Linked DNA regions of Mus musculus: region 1 is linked to region 2. A link is a contact called in public Micro-C data. All regions are on one chromosome and are shown on one strand. Each heading gives the region's core, a stretch centred on a gene start, on an enhancer-like site or on the middle of the called end of the contact. The rest is flanking DNA. Distances are from core to core; before and after follow the strand shown. Region 1 overlaps Tanc2 (tetratricopeptide repeat, ankyrin repeat and coiled-coil containing 2). Region 2 overlaps Tanc2 (tetratricopeptide repeat, ankyrin repeat and coiled-coil containing 2).

What was found. Hi-C and Micro-C count contacts between places; a contact is called where the count stands out from the background.
Region 1: a Micro-C map of muscle stem cells shows a contact between it and region 2, with 10 times the contacts expected there. The contact joins two enhancer-like sites. A contact is called at or near these places in 4 of 484 Hi-C or Micro-C datasets (adipose-derived mesenchymal stem cells, brown adipocytes, muscle stem cells and 1 more) and 2 of 9 other capture datasets (adipose tissue and pancreatic islet).

Annotation. Positions count from the first base shown.
Region 1 is chr11:105,904,342-105,907,041 of GRCm38.p6, forward strand. The region is part of intron 18 of Tanc2 (tetratricopeptide repeat, ankyrin repeat and coiled-coil containing 2); the gene reads left to right. Among named protein-coding and RNA genes, the nearest start is that of Cyb561, 39 kb to the right of the region's middle. Within about 2 kb of position 1,385, at least 32 of the 459 cell types and tissues checked have an H3K27ac peak or open chromatin away from gene starts, as enhancers often do. A contact at or near this core is called in muscle stem cells, where this site is marked.
Region 2 is chr11:105,758,156-105,760,855 of GRCm38.p6, forward strand. The region is part of intron 4 of Tanc2 (tetratricopeptide repeat, ankyrin repeat and coiled-coil containing 2); the gene reads left to right. Among named protein-coding and RNA genes, the nearest start is that of Tanc2, 170 kb to the left of the region's middle. Within about 2 kb of position 1,441, at least 39 of the 459 cell types and tissues checked have an H3K27ac peak or open chromatin away from gene starts, as enhancers often do. A contact at or near this core is called in muscle stem cells, where this site is marked.

The DNA.
Region 1 (2,700 bases), core at 135-2,634, 150 kb after region 2:
AACCACTTAGAGCCCCTAGCCACTATAGAAGCAGAGTCCACAAAATAAGATTCCCATACTTTGTGCCTGTGTCATCTTTGGCCAAGATTATTGCAGAGGTCTACTTGCTGATCTTCCTTGCTCTCTCCTCTCTACTTACCAACCATGGTTTACTAGTTGTACAACTACATTCTTTGTTTTTCTTTTCTTTTCTTTTTCTTTCTTTTTTTTTTTTTTTTTTTGGTTTGGTTTGGTTTTTGTTTTTTAGACAGTGTTCCTCTGTATAACAGCAATGGCTGTCTTGAAACTTGTTCTGTAGTCCAAGCTGGTCTGAGACTGAGAGATTTGCCTGCCTCTGCCTCCTGTGTGTGTGAGATTAAAAGGTATGTGCCAGAACCACCCAGCAGAACTACATACAGCACAAGAGCAGTCATGATCTCCAGGCTCAACTCTTGCTATCGTCTCTGGTAATTGTAGTAACAGCAACTGTACATTGTTTCCCATCTCAGTGCCTTTCTACACACCTTTGTCTACACACCTTTGTCTACACACCTTTGTCCAGCCTGCCTTTTACCCTTGCTTCTCTTCCATTCATACCACCCAGATTGCCCTCCGCCACCCCATTCTCCTTTGTCAGCCATGACTTTGGAATAGACAGCATGAAATAAATAGCTCCATTAATGTGTAACTAATGTTTTAGATGTAGTAATCATTTGTCTCTCTAAATACCTTTCTCCATTGATCTTGTATGTTATAATTCTTCAAGATGGAAATAGATAAAAGAGTCATTTGCTTTTCTGTATTCTGTTTAATGTCATTTAGTGTCAAAATTCCATCCAAGCTCTTTCCTCATCTCTGAGCTACTTCCTATCTGCCTCTTCAAGCACACACACACACACACACACACAACACACACACAGAGTCTCACTCTCACACACACACACAAACATTCACACACACAGTCACACACTCACACTTTCTCTCTCTCTGTGTCTCTGTCTCTCTCTGTCTCTCTCTCTCTCACACACACACACACACACACACACCACAAACCATTTTTGCTAGGTGCTGACCAACTAGGGAAACAAGTTCTGTTTCAGATCTCTTAGGAAATGATTTATTTTCTCTCCTTCTCCTTTCCTTCTCCTTCTCCTCCTTTCCTTCTCCTCTCCTGTTATGGTTTATGGACATGGCTTTACCTTAATTCCTTTCTTTCAAGAACTCCTAGCACTTTTTGATAAGACTTATAATATCCCAGCCAAAGCAACTCCTTGGTCTTGATCCTAAACAGTGCAGACTGCATTCTACATAGTCGCATGGTTCTGAGATGAAACTGGGCAGCTGTGTTCATGACCATGTCTAGCTGTCATCTGAAGACTGCTGCCAGATGACATCATAACGTAAACAACAGAGATTATACAACAGAACAACGCCAAGTGGAATATTAAAAGTGCATTACTCAATAGAGTGAAAGAGGCCAACCAGAGTAAAATAATTGTTAAAGTAGACAGTGCCACTTTCCAGGCGAGCACTGTCTGTGAATAATGCATTCTGTGAACTGGCATCACTAGTGAAAGGCTTGGTTCTGAAGTACTAGTCTGTTTTCTTCAAAGTGCTATCAGTTTTGCTTTGTTTTAAGAAAAAGAATGTTCTTGGCCTGTACATAGTTGGAAGTTTGCCACAACCCTATAACCTAGTACTTTAAACAAAATATGGGAGTTAGAAATTTTCAAAGTGTTTTATTTGAGGCATGTCTTAAGTTCTTAGCTACTTTTGTATTCAAATGCCTGTGCAAGCTTAATAATCTTTTAAACTGTTAAACATATGCACTTGGAATTCAGACAAGGGGGTGCACTGGGGAGGCAGAGGCAGACCTCTAAGAGTCTGAGACCAACCTGGTCTACAGAGTGAGTTCCAGGACAGCCAGGGATATGAAGAGAGACTCTTATCTCAAGAAGGAGGTGGGGGGGGGGAGAGGGAGGGAGGGAGAGAGAGAGAGAGAAAGTATGTATATATGTGTGTATACACACACACACTTCCACTGCATTCAGTGCATACATATATATTCACTGCAGAAAGAACAACACTGTCCTCCTATGACAAATTAAGCAGAAAAACTAATGACAAGAATTGCAAAATAAAATTGAATACATCTTCAAAAATTGCCACAATTTCCCTTATGAACCCATTTTACCCTTAGGGCAGGAAAACATTATTTGAAATCTCTGTGTGTGTGTGTGTGTGTGTGTGTGTGTGTGTGTGTGTGTGTGTGTGTGTGAGAGAGAGAGAGAGAGAGAGAGAGAGAGAGAGAGAGAGAGAGAGTTATAAGGAGTTTCATTTTTACATATGGCTCCAGTTATAGATAAATTAAGCTAAACCCAAAGGCAAATGCAGATGGCTCAGTGATAGGTCACTTGCTGATTGCCTGATGACCTGAGTTCTGTCTCTGGGATGCATGTAGAGAACTGAACCCTGCAAGTTGTCCTTGGTCCACATTTGTTTATATATACACCAAATAATTGATGTAAATGTTTAAAATTCTATAATTTTTCACTTAAGTGAAAAAATTATAAGTGACCACTTGATTTGAATTTCACTAGCTTCTTTGATTAGAGACCAACATTTGAAAACCAAAATATGCACATCTGCCTAATAGTGTTTGATTTGTCATTAGAGTATATGGCTGTGATGAAGGAAGGGCCTTCTGTCACCCTGCTATCT
Region 2 (2,700 bases), core at 191-2,690:
TATGACCTTTATTAAGTACAAATATCAAGTTTATGAATATACTAATATTGAATAATTTTATGATATGGAGTGTTACTATTGTCTAGGTTTCATGATTAAGTTTGTAACTAAGACATATCTTTTCAGCATTTGTGTTAACTTGTCATGGCCTACTTTGTATTTTAGTATCCTAGCATTGTTGACTTCTTACTCTAATGGCTGAACAGCAAAATGATTGATTTCCTTATTAAACTACATCAATATTTAATCACACTTTCAGTACTTAATATGAGTAATTTTTTTCTGGATAAAGGAAACTTCATTACAGCTGTTGTAATTAAACCTTAAAACTTCTTTCAGTACTTTTCTTAGTTAGTACTTGTATTTGAAGGCACAGAAAGCCAAGACAAGAAAGTCCTTTCTTAATAAAGAGAGGAAGTAACCAGAGGTGGTAGACAATTACAATTTATGCTCAAAGTTTTGGATAATAGATTTTAGCTTTTCCCATTTTCAATGACTTTTAAACAAGACCCATCTCCTGTATGAGGAATGCAGTTAATTTTTTTTTCTGGCACAAAAAATAGGGTAACCTGATCTGAGTCTGACAGAGTGTGTCGTTCATGTAAGTGCTTCCATCTGTTGCCTGCTGTTCCCCTTACTCATGACCCCTCTGTGTTTCTCTCTTTCCCTTTCCCCTTCTCTTTCCCTCTGTTCCTTTTTCCTTTTTCTCACCCCTCTTCTGCTTTCCTCTCCTTTTCCTTCTTTCTCTCTTTCTTTTTGTCCTTAGCCCCTCTGAGGAAGGCAAAGTTTGTTGAGAGCCCACGAATTCCAGAGTCCGAGCTTGGCTCCCCAACCCTCACTTCAGCTCAGAAACTGGACGTGGATGCATACTGCCCTGGTAAGCATGCATGCAGCGTCTGCTTTGAAAAGGGGAGGATTGCAGCAGGCCCACCCGGCAGAGCAGCCTTGCATGTATAGTACTCATAAAAACACGTTAATTCTTGCATCTTAATACTTATTCTCCTAAAAGAGCATAGGTTTTATAAAGTACATGTTGTTTTATCTACTGATGAGAGTATTGCAAACAGTTTCAAAGATAAATTTCAAAGTAATTTTGGCAGATGAGGTTTTCAGGATTATTTTTGTGATTTGAAGTAATTAAAGACATGTGATAGTGGCCCTGTGTGGACAGGAGCATCAAAGATATGTGTAAGAATGTTCATTCAGTACTGGACCTTTTGATTATGACTTGTGCCTAATTGTTGTTGGAATTCTGGATAGTTGCAGAAAATGCTTTAGATATTAGAAATATTAAAGTTGAATTAGATACTGAGCTTGATTCCTCTTGAACACTCACTTTTACAGATACCCTCTTCTTGTGAATGGCCTGTAAACACATGTGGACTTCACTAAATCCTTCTTGTGTGGGAGCCAAACAGACAGGCTCATTATTAGTGCTCAGATTCTTTCAGACTTCAGTGAGTTGCCTGGCAGCATCCTTTACACTCTTCTCTAGAGTGAGTCCATAGAACTGTGTCAGAAACATTCGTAGCTCCAGTTGAAAGTACAGTTCAGAACGGTAGCAAAGAACCTTGAGATACTTGGTTTTAGGTCTTTTGTTTATTCTTGCTCATTAAAAATGATATTAAACCACTGTGGAAAAATAACAATACTATATATTTTACTTGGAGTGAACAGGACAGAGTGATTCCTACTTCTAAATTCCTACTTCTGAAAATTTATCATTTTTCAGATCTGAAATGTCAGGGTTTTATCTCTGCAGCCAGATAGGACACACTTACAAAACAGTACAGGAAAACTTGAGCCACATCCTGATAAATAAGATATAATTGACCTTACGAATCCATTTTGAGTATTAAAAGATCTTGAGGGTTTTATTCTCAGACTTATCTTTCAGTAGTAGTATATATTAAATATGGGCTTCTCTTTTTCCCAAAGCAACAAAAGCTCTTCTGGTAGCATTGCATAAGTTCTTCATCCTGTCACAGCAAATGCAATATTGTACTTTGCATTCATTTGTAAATTAGTGTTATAAAATAAATGCTGAATCTTTTACTTTTTTTCCCCTAAGTGCCTCCTCTTACCACCTAGTACCTCTCTTTTCTTCCCCTTTCCTTATCTTCTTTTTACCCTCCTTCCTCCTTCTTTTTGCTCTACTCCTTTAAATCTGGGCTCTAACAGAGGGATGCATAGAAGTTAAGCAAACCCTGCTACACTGAACTGTGCTTCCAGCCCAAATGAGGCTTTTCCTTCTCTAGATTCACAAGTCAGAATGACTGTCAGGAGCCTAATCTCTTTAACACCATATTAATTATATCACTGATCGAATGTAGCTGTTGTTCTGGTTATGAAGCAAAGTAGTTGTGACTTGGGAATGTCTGTGCTAAATCGCTCTGGGCAGTCTTAGTAATGTGATTGTTTATGCATATTTTCCACAAGTATGGATTCTTTGTTAGTATAACCAAACTTGAGCTAAGGTTTTTAGAACACCAGGAAGAATGAAAACGCAGTGCCAGAATGTTTCCTACTGTGCTTCCTAGGCTTCACTTTATAATCTGAAGCAGGTTTATAGCATAGGCACGTTGTACTGATTTTGTTCTTTTATAGTAATGTTTTTAGATTTCCTAAAATAAGTTTCTATTAAGATAAGTGTGTAACCTGGAATTGAAGATAGTATTATCTCTAGGTAGTATCAAAAAT